2 separate regions of the Rattus norvegicus genome follow, and region 2 is linked to region 1. A link is a contact called in public Hi-C data. All regions are on one chromosome and are shown on one strand. Each heading gives the region's core, a stretch centred on a gene start, on an enhancer-like site or on the middle of the called end of the contact. The rest is flanking DNA. Distances are from core to core; before and after follow the strand shown.

Region 1 (5,834 bases), core at 1,008-3,507:
TTTTGCTATAGACAAAAAACCAAAACAAAACAGAAAAACAAAACAAAAACAACAGAGAACTCCTACAAAACCATAGTAAGGATCAAGCACGTGAGTCCAAGACCAACAGGCAGATCGCTGTGTCCCCCATGGCTGCTGGGGAATATGTGCCAGCGTTCCTTTCTCGGGTGCAGCGCTGCCACGTCCTCCAAGGCACTGTGGGCCGCAGCAGTAAAGTTGGCATCACCAGTGGTGAGCAGGTCAAAGACACAAGACTGGAAATAGATGTCCTTCACTGGCATCTTCTCTTGGCATTGGGTGCTGGCAGTCTCCAGTGTGTAGCCAGGCCAGGCCTGTGCTGAGGTGGTGTGGGGCAGGCTGTGCCCCAGGATAGCAGACACCTGGCCTTGTCCATCATCAATGCATTCACTCATGGGGCAGCCATTCACGCACAGCTGCAAGTCCTGGCTTTCCTCGTAGGACATGGCCAAGTCTTCGGGCATCCGGATAGCGAGGGTTAGGTAGCGACCCAGCTGTCGCACAAACACTGTGGTGCCTATGTAGCGGGCATGCATCTCTACGTATCGGCCACTCTCCTTCTCCACGATGTGAAGACTCTTCACATCACCGTCCCCCCCACTGGTGGTGCCATCCACAAAGGCAGCCGGCAGGTCATCTGTCACAGCTTGGTAAACCTTCTGATCCGTGCACTCATGCTGTGCTTTGAAGATAATGGTGATCTGTGGGGTGGAAGAGGTACAAGTTAACACAGCTGGAGGGGAGTGCTGGAGGGAGAACTGAGGCCTTGGGAACAGTCCATTTATTTGTCTCCTTCTAAAAATCACCAAGGGACAGCAAGCATAGTTGGGGTGAGGTGGGGGCTCCTTGCTAAGACGTACAGAAGCTTCTAGGGACTTAATTAATGATAACAGAGCCCTGCCTTCTACAGGGAGATCATTCATTGGACTATCTCCATTTTGCATGACTCATCACTATTAATATAAATACTGAGAGACAAAAACAGAGGCTCTTTGGGGGTGGGGGTGGGGTATCCGCAACAACTACCAATCATGTGCCTGCAGAGAGAGTCCTTTAAGTCTCTTAATCAAATGTTTCGCATCCCTGCTTAATCCCGGTGACAGGGGATTATTTGGCAAGCACAGCACTGGCAGAGATAACAAGCCCCAAACCTAGTAACAGAAGAGGTTTGCCCCAAACACTGCCGGGGCCTCTGACTCCTCATGGCTTTTCCCTGTAAGCTCTTAATTTTCCAAATGAAGCAAATAGTTCAGGGAGAAAAAAAAAAAAACCCTACCCATTGATAATACAAAACCTTCCTTAGCAAGACCCACCTTCTTCCTTGTGGAATCCTTTTATTTTAACATTTATAAAATCTGTAACAAATGAACCCCCTCCCGTTTTTGCAGCCAGCTTCTGGTGAGAGAGGGTAACTGGGAAGGGACAGAGGGTCTGTGTGCCGCTCCCCCAGCACCATCTGACATCGCCTGAGACTCGGCTTATTGTTGGTTACGCGGCAACAGTTTGCTTGTTCTGCTTTTTAATTTAAAAAAAGAAATAAACTAAAGGACACTGGGTGACCTGAATCAAGAAGGCAGGCAAGCCACACACTCTGTAAGAAACTCTGAGGGCATGAGACTCTTAGCTCCTGCAAGGAAACTAGTCAAAACAATGGACCCTTGTTTAAAAGGCCAGAAATGCCCCCCAAATCCTGACTACCACCCTCAAGCTCATGTCTGAAGTTTTTCCCCAAGTCAGCCGGCATTTGCTCACACTATTTAATTCCACATGTTCCCACTGGTGTTACTTGACTGGAATTTTCCAGCCATTTCATTTTACTTCAGCCAGTTACAAAGCCCAGATCAGAGCCAGCTGCACGACAGCAACTGGCTAAGTTCATATCCGTTGTTTGCAGCTGCAGTCGAAAGCCAGACAATGTGCTGTGAAAACCCGGGCCTTTCTCTCCTAATTGCCCAGAGCCACAATTTGATTTCACGACCAGCCCTTCTCACATTTCAACACCTTCTTAACAAGCCAGAGAAGGTGACCAGAGATGACTCAGGAGAGCTGCTCACTCTAACCAGGGCCTTCCCCTGTGAGGGGTTCTGAGGTGGGTATCTAAGGAGACTGTAAACAGATTTATTTGGTGGCTCTAACGCCAGTTTGACAAGTCCCTTTTTAAGACAAGCTGGGATTGCTAGGAGGTGAAAAGTAAATTCTGTACCTGAAAACACCGGAGGAGGGACAGAAAACGCTAAAGGTTAACCAAACTAAAAGTCAACAACACTGTTTCACACAGTCGTGATCCTCACGGTATGAGGATCCTCTCAACTACAACACATTTAAAAACAGAAAGCTCAACAACTCAGCCATGAGTCTTTCTGGGCTAACAAACCTTCAGGCCAGCTTGGCACTGCACGCAACACTACAGGCATTTTGTTCACATTAGGAAGAGAGAAAAGGAATTCACTTTTGTTGGGGCAACAAAGCAGAGATATCCAATTGCAAACGAGTTACCGAAAAAGACACACAGGAGTCTATATTAAGATGAGTGGAATAGCTTCATGTTTAACCAAGCCTGGTTTTTTCATTAGGCACAGCAATTCCAACCTGGAACTCTGGACTCACTTTAAACACCCCTCACCCATCACCTTCTGTGATACAGGGCTCGTGGAAAATTAGCATTCTCTAGGACCTGTACCTATCAAATATTCTACTCTACCTCATGGGTTTTGTCTACCCATTTTACTTGAAGAGACTTTCCATCCGATAAAATTACAATGTGATTTCTCACTTGGGCATGAGTATAAAATTATCTGTTGAATCAACTTGCTGGGGGGAGAGGGAGGCTGAAAGAACTTCAGAGCATGGGAAAGGGTCCCTGAGAAGTCCCTTATAATTTCAGTGTGTACTAAGCAGGGACCTAGATTCCTAATCAATGCAATGTAGAAAAAACTCTGGGTGGCAGTTTCACATGACTTGACTTTTGTACTGCGATGCCATTCCTCAGAACAATTACAACACAAGCTCTCGACCAGCACTCAGCCGTGACCAGCACGAAATCCATTTTAGATTGTCCAACTCTCAAGAAAAGCAAAGTTGTTCACCCGTAATAATTTTCACTTCAATAATATTCAAAGTTTCACTGGAATTTCTGCAAATTACAAACTTTAAGAATTTTAATATAGCAGCCATCGTAATCCTAAAATGGGTGTTCAGACTGTTTAGAGCTTTCACTCCGCAGTTAAAAGCTGTAAAACAGTGGCTATGCTGCTGGCTTCCCTCCACTAACTGATCCATGTGCAGTAATAACTCAATTTGTCACATCTGTCATGCCACACCATTTATTATTGATGGGTGGCATTTCTGTGCATTTAAAACATCAATGTCTTTTGTTAAACGTCCTCCGTCTAGTTCCTCTTAACCCCACCTTAGACAAACTACTCTAGCTTTCCTCATTCATTTTTAATCTCACTCCTGAGATCTCTACCACCCACAAGGTCTATGAGGGAGAGAGGGATAGCAGCTACAAATCAACCTTTCCACACACAAAAGGCCGAAAGAACTTAAGGGCTGCTGTAAAGGAAGAGCAGCCGTCCTCGACCTTCCTAATGCTGTGACCCTTTAATACAGTTCCTTGTGTTGTGGTGACCCCAACCATAAAGTTATTTGTGGCTACTTCATAGCTGTAATTTTGCTACAGTTATGAATCCTAATGTAAGTACTTATCTGTGCTTTCCAATGGTCTAAGGCCGCCCCCTGTGAAAAGGGTGTTTGATATCCACAGGTTGAGTACCATTAGTTAAGAGGCACCTGCCTGCTTCTTTCCAACTGGCAGGTAAAGGAAATATATGAAATGGAATTGAACAAGTCATGAGGAAAATCTAGGCCCTGCTTCCCCAGGATACAGAGAAATCTTCCCAGCCTGGAAAACACCACGCACAGGTTTTAAAACACAACTCCCCAAAGGCTTTGCCCTCAGTTCTCTGTGTAGACTGTAGCTCTGGTACACACTGTGGAAGAAACATTTACCAGGGTTCCAGCAGACTACTTAGCACCACAAGTGCAAAGAACTTTCTTGAATGAATCCTCAACAAGAGAACTGGGCTTTTAGAGCTAAACATGGGACTAGAAACGAAACTGAAGCAATGAAAGGTAATTTGATTTGTATCTGTTTAAAATTCTGCCATGTACAAGGAAGTTAAAGCGAATTTTATTTCATCTAATTAACTGATATGTCCATGTTGTCAAGTCACCTGGGAGTAATTATGTTGGAAAAAAAAAAAAAAACACCAGCAGACCCTCAAGGAGATCAAGACCGGGCTCAGGGCCCCTCTCAGGCCTGCACATGTAAGTAGAATACGGCTTTTCCCCTCAGTCCTCTAGACAGATTAACATGACCATTCCAACAACAGCAATACTGAAGCCACACTGGCTTTGTCTCCAGTACTAACAAACCTAAATTCTACTCAGGAGGCCAATTTTTCTCAATGTTGAGAAGCTCATGGAGGAAGCTCTGAAAGAAGCTGAGGCCCTCGACTGCACCTTACTTTATTTCCAGGGTCATTGGAGTGTGGATTCTAGCTGGGGCAGGCCTCTTCTGTGCAGGCAAGGAGGGAACTGACCTTTAGTTATATGAAAATGAGCGTAACTCTCTCTCACTTTTGTGAAATGGGGAAATTCACACACACTCATTCAGAGTAACTTTCTGTCTGAACAATTTGATGCAGAACCCAGACGAGAGTCTGTTTATATGCAGTATACTAAATGCTGGGCGGGAGGTACATGCTGTCACTGACCGTTTTCCCAAAAGCATCAGGGAGAGGGTCTGTTAGGAAGTTGTAAACTCAATAAACCAGAAAGCAATTTTACAATCACTACTCAGCTTACATCAAATATTATACTCGCAGAAAGTCTAGGAATTGCAGAAGTATAAGATGTTAATTACTTTTATTGGTTAGGACAATATACCAACAGTTAAGACAGCACACGTTTATAAGGTGAGCAACATATTACCCTAGACTCCTTTAGGGTTTAGGCAAGACCAGGGTTATATATGCCTTCAAAACAGGTACCAGGCGTGTTTGCTTCTACAGAGCTCTCTGCTCTGAGCACTCATGGGCAGGATGCAGCCTTCGGTGTTGCCCTAGGTAATGAGCACAAGCAAGAACAGGGGCAGCTTTGGCTGCTGAAGGGGTACTTGGCAGCAGATGGAGAACTAAGAAGCCAAACCAGAGGGGAAGGACACCCACAGCTGAAGGCTGCTAGGGTGGTCCAGAGAAGCATCGGTCCAGTTGCTGGAAAAAACTCCGAGAAGGAAAGCAATCTGGCCCAGGGATAACACACGAGACGGACAGGCACAGAAATGCCAACTTTCAAAAACCAGTTTCTATATAATTAAAACAAGGAAGGCGGGAAGCATAAATAGGCACAGAGGTGGGGAAGTTAGCCAACTTCCTTCTACACACCAGAGTAACACCATGCCGAGCATGAGGAGGCAAGCCCTCCAGGCCTGCAAATCTCAGCAACTTCACAGCCCTCAGCTAGGCAGGATCTGTCACACAGGTCCCAGTTTCCAGGGGTCAGATCCTGCAAGTGCTCAGGGTCTAGGTTCCACTGTGGTTCCTCGACTGATGGATTGTGGGAAACCATGGCCTCTCTGATTACTTCTCAGCATTAGGGAGGGGAGAAAGGGAGAAAAACCCTCATCGTCTTCACAATATACCAATTTTGCCAGCTCTAGGTTCAATTTCAAGTTCCCAGAAACAAAAGAGAAAAGGATTAAGACCTTCAGAATTGGTGCCCACATGTTTTAAAAGGTCAGTAACTGGCCAAAA
Region 2 (5,834 bases), core at 2,490-4,989, 1.3 Mb after region 1:
TTTATTTATAGTAAATATAAGGCTTGAAGAGGACCACCAAGTTTCAGGCTTTTGTGGTTGTATAAATGGTTGTTATATCTTATTTCATGCAGTTTATTTATGAACACAGTCCTCTGAAACAAGTTATAAATCTGAAAAATAAGAGTTGTACCACTTTGTGATTTTTAGAAACTGTGCTAGACTTTCTTATCTTCCTTCTTGCCCAAGTGTGTTCCTATGGGGTGCTCATATGAGGGAGAGATATGAATAAAGGTGTCATCCTCAAGAATACTCTTCACCAACTTGGAGACAGATTCTCTCATTGGCCTGACGACAGACATCCCTAGGTATTCTTCCAGTAACTTCAATTATGGGTAATAAATTCATATTCATCTCTTACGCTTTTCCTCTATATCAATTCTACAATGAAATTTAGACTGACAGCTATTTTTTAAAAAGGCATGCCCTAACTCTCCAAGGTCATAGAAAGGTATTTGAGTAGAAGTGGGTTGAGACCGAGGTTTTCTGTTATTCTCTCCATTTATCCAAGCATAAGGTTCTGGGTTAAGCACTAAGGAGCACAAACACAGTTCTTGCTTAGTTACAATTTGATCTTTAAATCATATTTAAAATATGAGTTAAAGCTTACTGAGAACCTAAGGATTGTTCAAGATGTTTGCTAAGTCTTGCATCCACATGAGTAGCACTTAAGGTGCTCATTATTCTTCTGAGAGGTAATACCTCTTCCCAACAAAATTTTCTCCCTAACAAAATCCCTTCATTTAAAAATCCATTGGCTGTGAGTCCCTTCATCTTCTCTCTCACACACCACAAGGATGGAAAAGTGTTTTCCTATTACTTATTTTTGAAGCCACCAAGACTTTTAAATCCTTTTTTAAACTTAAATATCCATTTTAATGAATCTTTTTATTTTTCTATCTAGTCATTTCTGTTTTCATACATACCATGGTAAACCAGGTTTGTAGAAAGTTTAAGGTATTACACACTGAAGTACATCCTCAAAATGTAAATACTGAAGTACTAATGCTAAAATGTTAGAATCTTTAAAGGTGTGAAAGTGAAGCATAGTCAGTAGAGTAGCCATGAACCAACAAAAATTATAAGAAGAAAGTAAAGCACAGTCATACATAGAAGAAGTAGGAAGAAAACATATTTGTAAAGTGACAAGCCCTCAGAGAAAAACAACTTTGGGAACCTCTTGATCTTAGTCTTTATCATGGATTTCTGGTTCTTAGAACTAGAAAGAAAATCATTTTGCTCCTTAAGCAATATAATCTATGTTTGGTGTTATAGTAGCCTTTACAAATTACAAATAACTCCATATCAAAACCATTATTTGATCCATTAGCCTAACCAAACATCTTGACCTCTGGCCATAGTACATATCCATTTCTCTTGTTTTAGGATTTGTATTAGCTACTCTTCTATTGCTCTGACCAAACACCTTATAAGAAGCAGATTAAGGAAATACGGCTTTTTATCTGGCTTACAGTTTCCAGCAGTACAACTTGTCATACTGAGGCAGCTGGTCACACTGCATCTGCAGTCAGGAATGTGGGACCCAGATAGGAAATCTCAAGACCTGGCTCCTAAAGGTGATGCAATCTTCCAAAACACTGTTACTAGCTGACACTGAGTGTTCAAACCTATCAGTCTGTGAAGGATATTTTACATTAAAACCATAATATTCCGGTTCAGGTGCCCAGAGATTCACCTATGGCTAAATCTTATAATTAAAAGTTCATTAATCCCCCAAATCAGAAACCTCTGTAGTCTGTAACCATTCCAACAGCATTCAGAAGTTCAAAGTACATGTCTCTTCTGAGATTTGAAGCATCTTCTCAATCATGATTCCCTATTAAAGTAAAAGCAGAGCTTCTAAGACACTACTACATAAAATGGACATTTCTATTTAAAACATGAGCAATAAGATGTAGCAAGGAAAGGTTGAGCCATAGAAGGAGTGATGGTTAGAAGTCAAAAGAACTTGCTGCACTCCCAGAAGTCTGGAGTTCAATTCCCAGCATCTATATCAGGTGACACTCGACCACCTGCAACTCCAACTCCAAAGAATCCAACCATCTTCTTGGGTTCAGCAGGTACCTTCACACATATAATATTCACTAGCAAAAATACTCATGTGCACACAGAAATAAAATAAAATAAAAGTATTTATTTTTCAAGAAGATTAGGACAAAGATTCACAAAATTTAACGCAGTCAACATCAAATGCTGCCTCCTCATCTCCAGCATCTGGAGCTCATGTTAGAATCATCTGGGTTTCAGTGATCTTGGGTAGTTTCAGATTCTCATCTCTGCTATCTATAAAATCTGGAAACTTCTCCCAGAGACTTAACCACCAACCAAAGAGCATAAACAGGCTGATCTGAGGACCCTGGAACATATGTATGAGAGAACTCCCTTGTCTGGCCTCAGTGGGAGAGGATGAACCTAATCCTATAGAAACCTGATGCCTCAGGGAGGGGGATGCCTGGGAGGCACCTTCTCAGAGGCAAAAAGAGGAAGGAATGGAGGAAAGAAGTTTGGGAGGGGAAAATGGGAAAGGTCAACATTTGGGATGTAAATAAATAAAATAATTAATTAATAATTTAAATTTTTAATTAAAAAATGAGACCTCTCAATGACATCTTTGGAGGTTCTTTGACTTACAATGTTGTGTCAGGGCATTTTTTAAAATCTTACATGACCTTTATGTCTATATTTTGCATTTTGGTTTGGTATTTTTATATGGAATTCTTGTGTGTGTGAACATGTGTGTCTCTGCATCTACCTATGTTTCTTGTGGTTTTCTTCTTTGACTCTTTTTCTTCTGTTCAGTTGTTTGTCATATTCTGACTTGTTTGGTTTTGTTTTAGTTTATTTTATTTTACTATTATTTCTTAAATGCCTATATGTTTTCTAACTAGAAGTAGAAAGGGTCAGGATCAAGATGGAAAGGAAAGAAAGAAGTCACTGAGAGGAGTTGGGGGTGAAGAAACCATAATCACAATATATTGTACGAAGACAATCTATTTTCAATGAAATAAAGGATAATAATAAGATATGAAAAAAGAAAATACTCCACAGTGCTCTATTCAGGCAATCTGGTGAGGGCAACGAATGACTCTCATTTGGGTCAAGTGGACCAAAACTTAACTACCACACTTACAACATCATTGTCACACGGACAGTGCTTCCAAGGGCTAACACTGCATTTGCTGGGCCTCTGGGACCACTGCAGCAGTGGTTGCTGTGTGCCCTTGAAGCTGAATCTTGGAAAACACACTCTTTGTTGCTAATATTGAACAGGAAATTCTTTTGATGGAATACTCAGATCAGGTTCACTCCTCTCATGGATCTGCATTTTCCACGAGACAGAATCTATGAGTGGTGTTTTGCCTTCAGGACAACTTTTGTAATACCCTCATACAGCCCAGGAGGTTTCTCTAACACCTTGACAATTATGCTTTGTCCCCAATGTATTTGTCTGAACTTTGAACTTGTCTGCATGCCTTTCTTCACCAAACTACACAGTATTCCTATTCTTCTGAGACATTTATCTCTTTCACTATAGACCTAGATAGCACAGCCTAAATGATATACTGGCTTGACATTTCCTCCATCAAATAGATTAACTCATTCCTTTTTAATTCAACTTAGCTCAAGCTCCCAGGACATGGGCAGACTAAAACCATATTTTTTTCCACAATGTAACATGAATGTCCTCCAGCCTAGTTCTCAATAGGGTCCTTGTTTCTCTCTGAAACCTTATGATCCAGGCCTCACATTTGCATTTCTTTCAGCATTCTGGTCTTATAAAAGCTACTCTAATAACATTCAATGTGTCCTCTTATCCATTCTTTAAACTTTCCTCTGACAAGCCAGTTCAAAGGTCTATGGAACACATCATCAGATTTATAAAAGAAGAAGAAGAAGAAAAAAACAGTCTTGGTGCCTATTTTCTGATTAGGTAAATTTCTTATTACTGTGATCAAATAACTGACAAGGATCAAAAGTGGATGAAAAGTTTACTTCGGAGATACCGTTTGAGGATACACAGCCCAAATCTAGGAAGAGTTGGCAACAGTAACGGAGGCCGTTGGTCATATTGAGCCTGAATTCAAGAAGCAGAACAGGCAGTACTTCAGCTAATCTCTAAAGCCCCAGGTTTAGAGCCAGGTAGCCAAATCTTACAGAGAGGATCTATCTTCTAAAGTTTCTACCACCTTCCAGTATAGTTGGAACCAAGCTTGAAACCAAGTATTCAAACATACAAGCAAATGTTTTATACTCAAACCACAAAAATATGTTTAATCCTAATATGCAATTTTTCTCACTTAAAAGGCACACATTGGGTGCCCTTTGAACAGGCCATTTTGTCTCACCCTCTTACCTTCTACATGGCTTTAGTAGCATCCATAAGCTCAAGAGTATTTTGTATAACTTTCCTCTTCGATCATGTCACTTAAGTCAATGGATTTTATCTTCAAGTTAAAACACCCCCTACAAATGCATTCTTGCATTTTTTTTAAAAAGTGTGCTTTCTTTTATTGTGTACCTTAAAAATCCTCTTCAGTCAATTTGTATTCTACTTCTTCTTATAGGAATAGTCAAACTTCATTTTGAAAGTCATATACAGAAAACGTATATCTATTATGCAAGGCATTCTCTCTATGTTCTTTCCTTCAGAAATCTCAACATACACGAAAATGTTATAATAGAACCCATTATTTTATTTAGTTAGTATATGCAAATAAACATAAGCATCAAAAACCCTAAGTCATCCATATTTACTCCTTACTTTTTTGCTAGATATTTCTTACTAATTTATTTATTCACTCTACACCCTATTATTGGCGCCCTCTCTTCCCAGTACCTCTTCTCCTCGCATAATATTCTTCCACATTTTCCTTCCCTTTCCCTCTCTATCCCACTATCCTTCCCACCCCCTCTCCCATCCAGTTTCTTCTCTCCATCCATTTCTGATATCTATTTTATTTCCCCTTCTAAGAAGGATTCAACCATCCTCTCTTGGACCTTCCATGTTATTTGGCTTCTTTGATTCTGTGGATTTTAGTGTGGCCATCCTTTAATTTATGGCTAATATCCACTTGTAAGTGAGTGCATACCATGCATGTCCTTTGGGGTCTGCATTACCTCACTCAGGATATTTTCTGTTTCCATCCATTTGCATTCAAAATTTGGTATATCCTTGTTTTTACTAGATGAATAGTATTCTGTTGTGTAAATGAACCACATTTTGTTTATCTATTCTTCAGTTGAGGGATATATAGGTTGTTCCCAATTTCTGGCTAATATGAATAAAGCTACTATAAACATAGTTGAGCAAGTGTTCTTGTGGGATGATGGAGTATCTTTGGGGTATATGCCCAGCAACTAGGATGAACAACTAATAAATGGGACCTCATGAAACAGAAATTCTTCTGCAAGTCAAAGGACATTCAATAGGACAAAACAACAGCCTACAGATTAGGAAAAGATCTTTATCAACCCTACATCTGTCAGAGGCCTAGTATCCAAAACATATAAAGAACTCAACAAGTTAGACAACAACCACCCAGATAACACAATTTAAAAAAAATGGGGTACAGAACTAAACAGAATTCTCAACAGAGAAATGGCCAAGAAACACTTAAAGAAATGTTCAACATCCTTAGTCATCAGGGAAATGCAAATCAAAATGACTCTGTGATTCCACCTCACACCAATCAGAATGGCTAAGATCAAAAACGCAAGAGACAGCGCAAACTGGTGAGGATGTGGAGCAAGGAGAACTCTCCTAGATTGCTGGTGGAAGTGCAAACTTGTACAAC

The links. A called contact is a pair of places that touch in the nucleus more often than the background predicts.
Region 2: a contact with region 1 is called in a Hi-C map of Schwann cells, with 2.7 times the contacts expected there. The contact joins two enhancer-like sites. A contact is called at or near these places in 3 of 12 Hi-C or Micro-C datasets (the A7r5 cell line, Schwann cells and prefrontal cortex).

What each region holds. Positions count from the first base shown.
Region 1 is chr1:65,442,349-65,448,182 of GRCr8, forward strand. It overlaps Rgmb (repulsive guidance molecule BMP co-receptor b), which reads right to left. Exons shown (of 5, transcript XM_006227982.5): 5 at 1-719. The coding sequence ends at 63. Among named protein-coding and RNA genes, the nearest start is that of Rgmb, 20 kb to the right of the region's middle. Within about 2 kb of position 2,258, at least 40 of the 93 cell types and tissues checked have an H3K27ac peak or open chromatin away from gene starts, as enhancers often do. A contact at or near this core is called in Schwann cells, where this site is marked.
Region 2 is chr1:66,733,507-66,739,340 of GRCr8, forward strand. No RefSeq gene overlaps it. Among named protein-coding and RNA genes, the nearest start is that of Riok2, 40 kb to the right of the region's middle. Within about 2 kb of position 3,740, at least 2 of the 93 cell types and tissues checked have an H3K27ac peak or open chromatin away from gene starts, as enhancers often do. A contact at or near this core is called in Schwann cells, where this site is marked.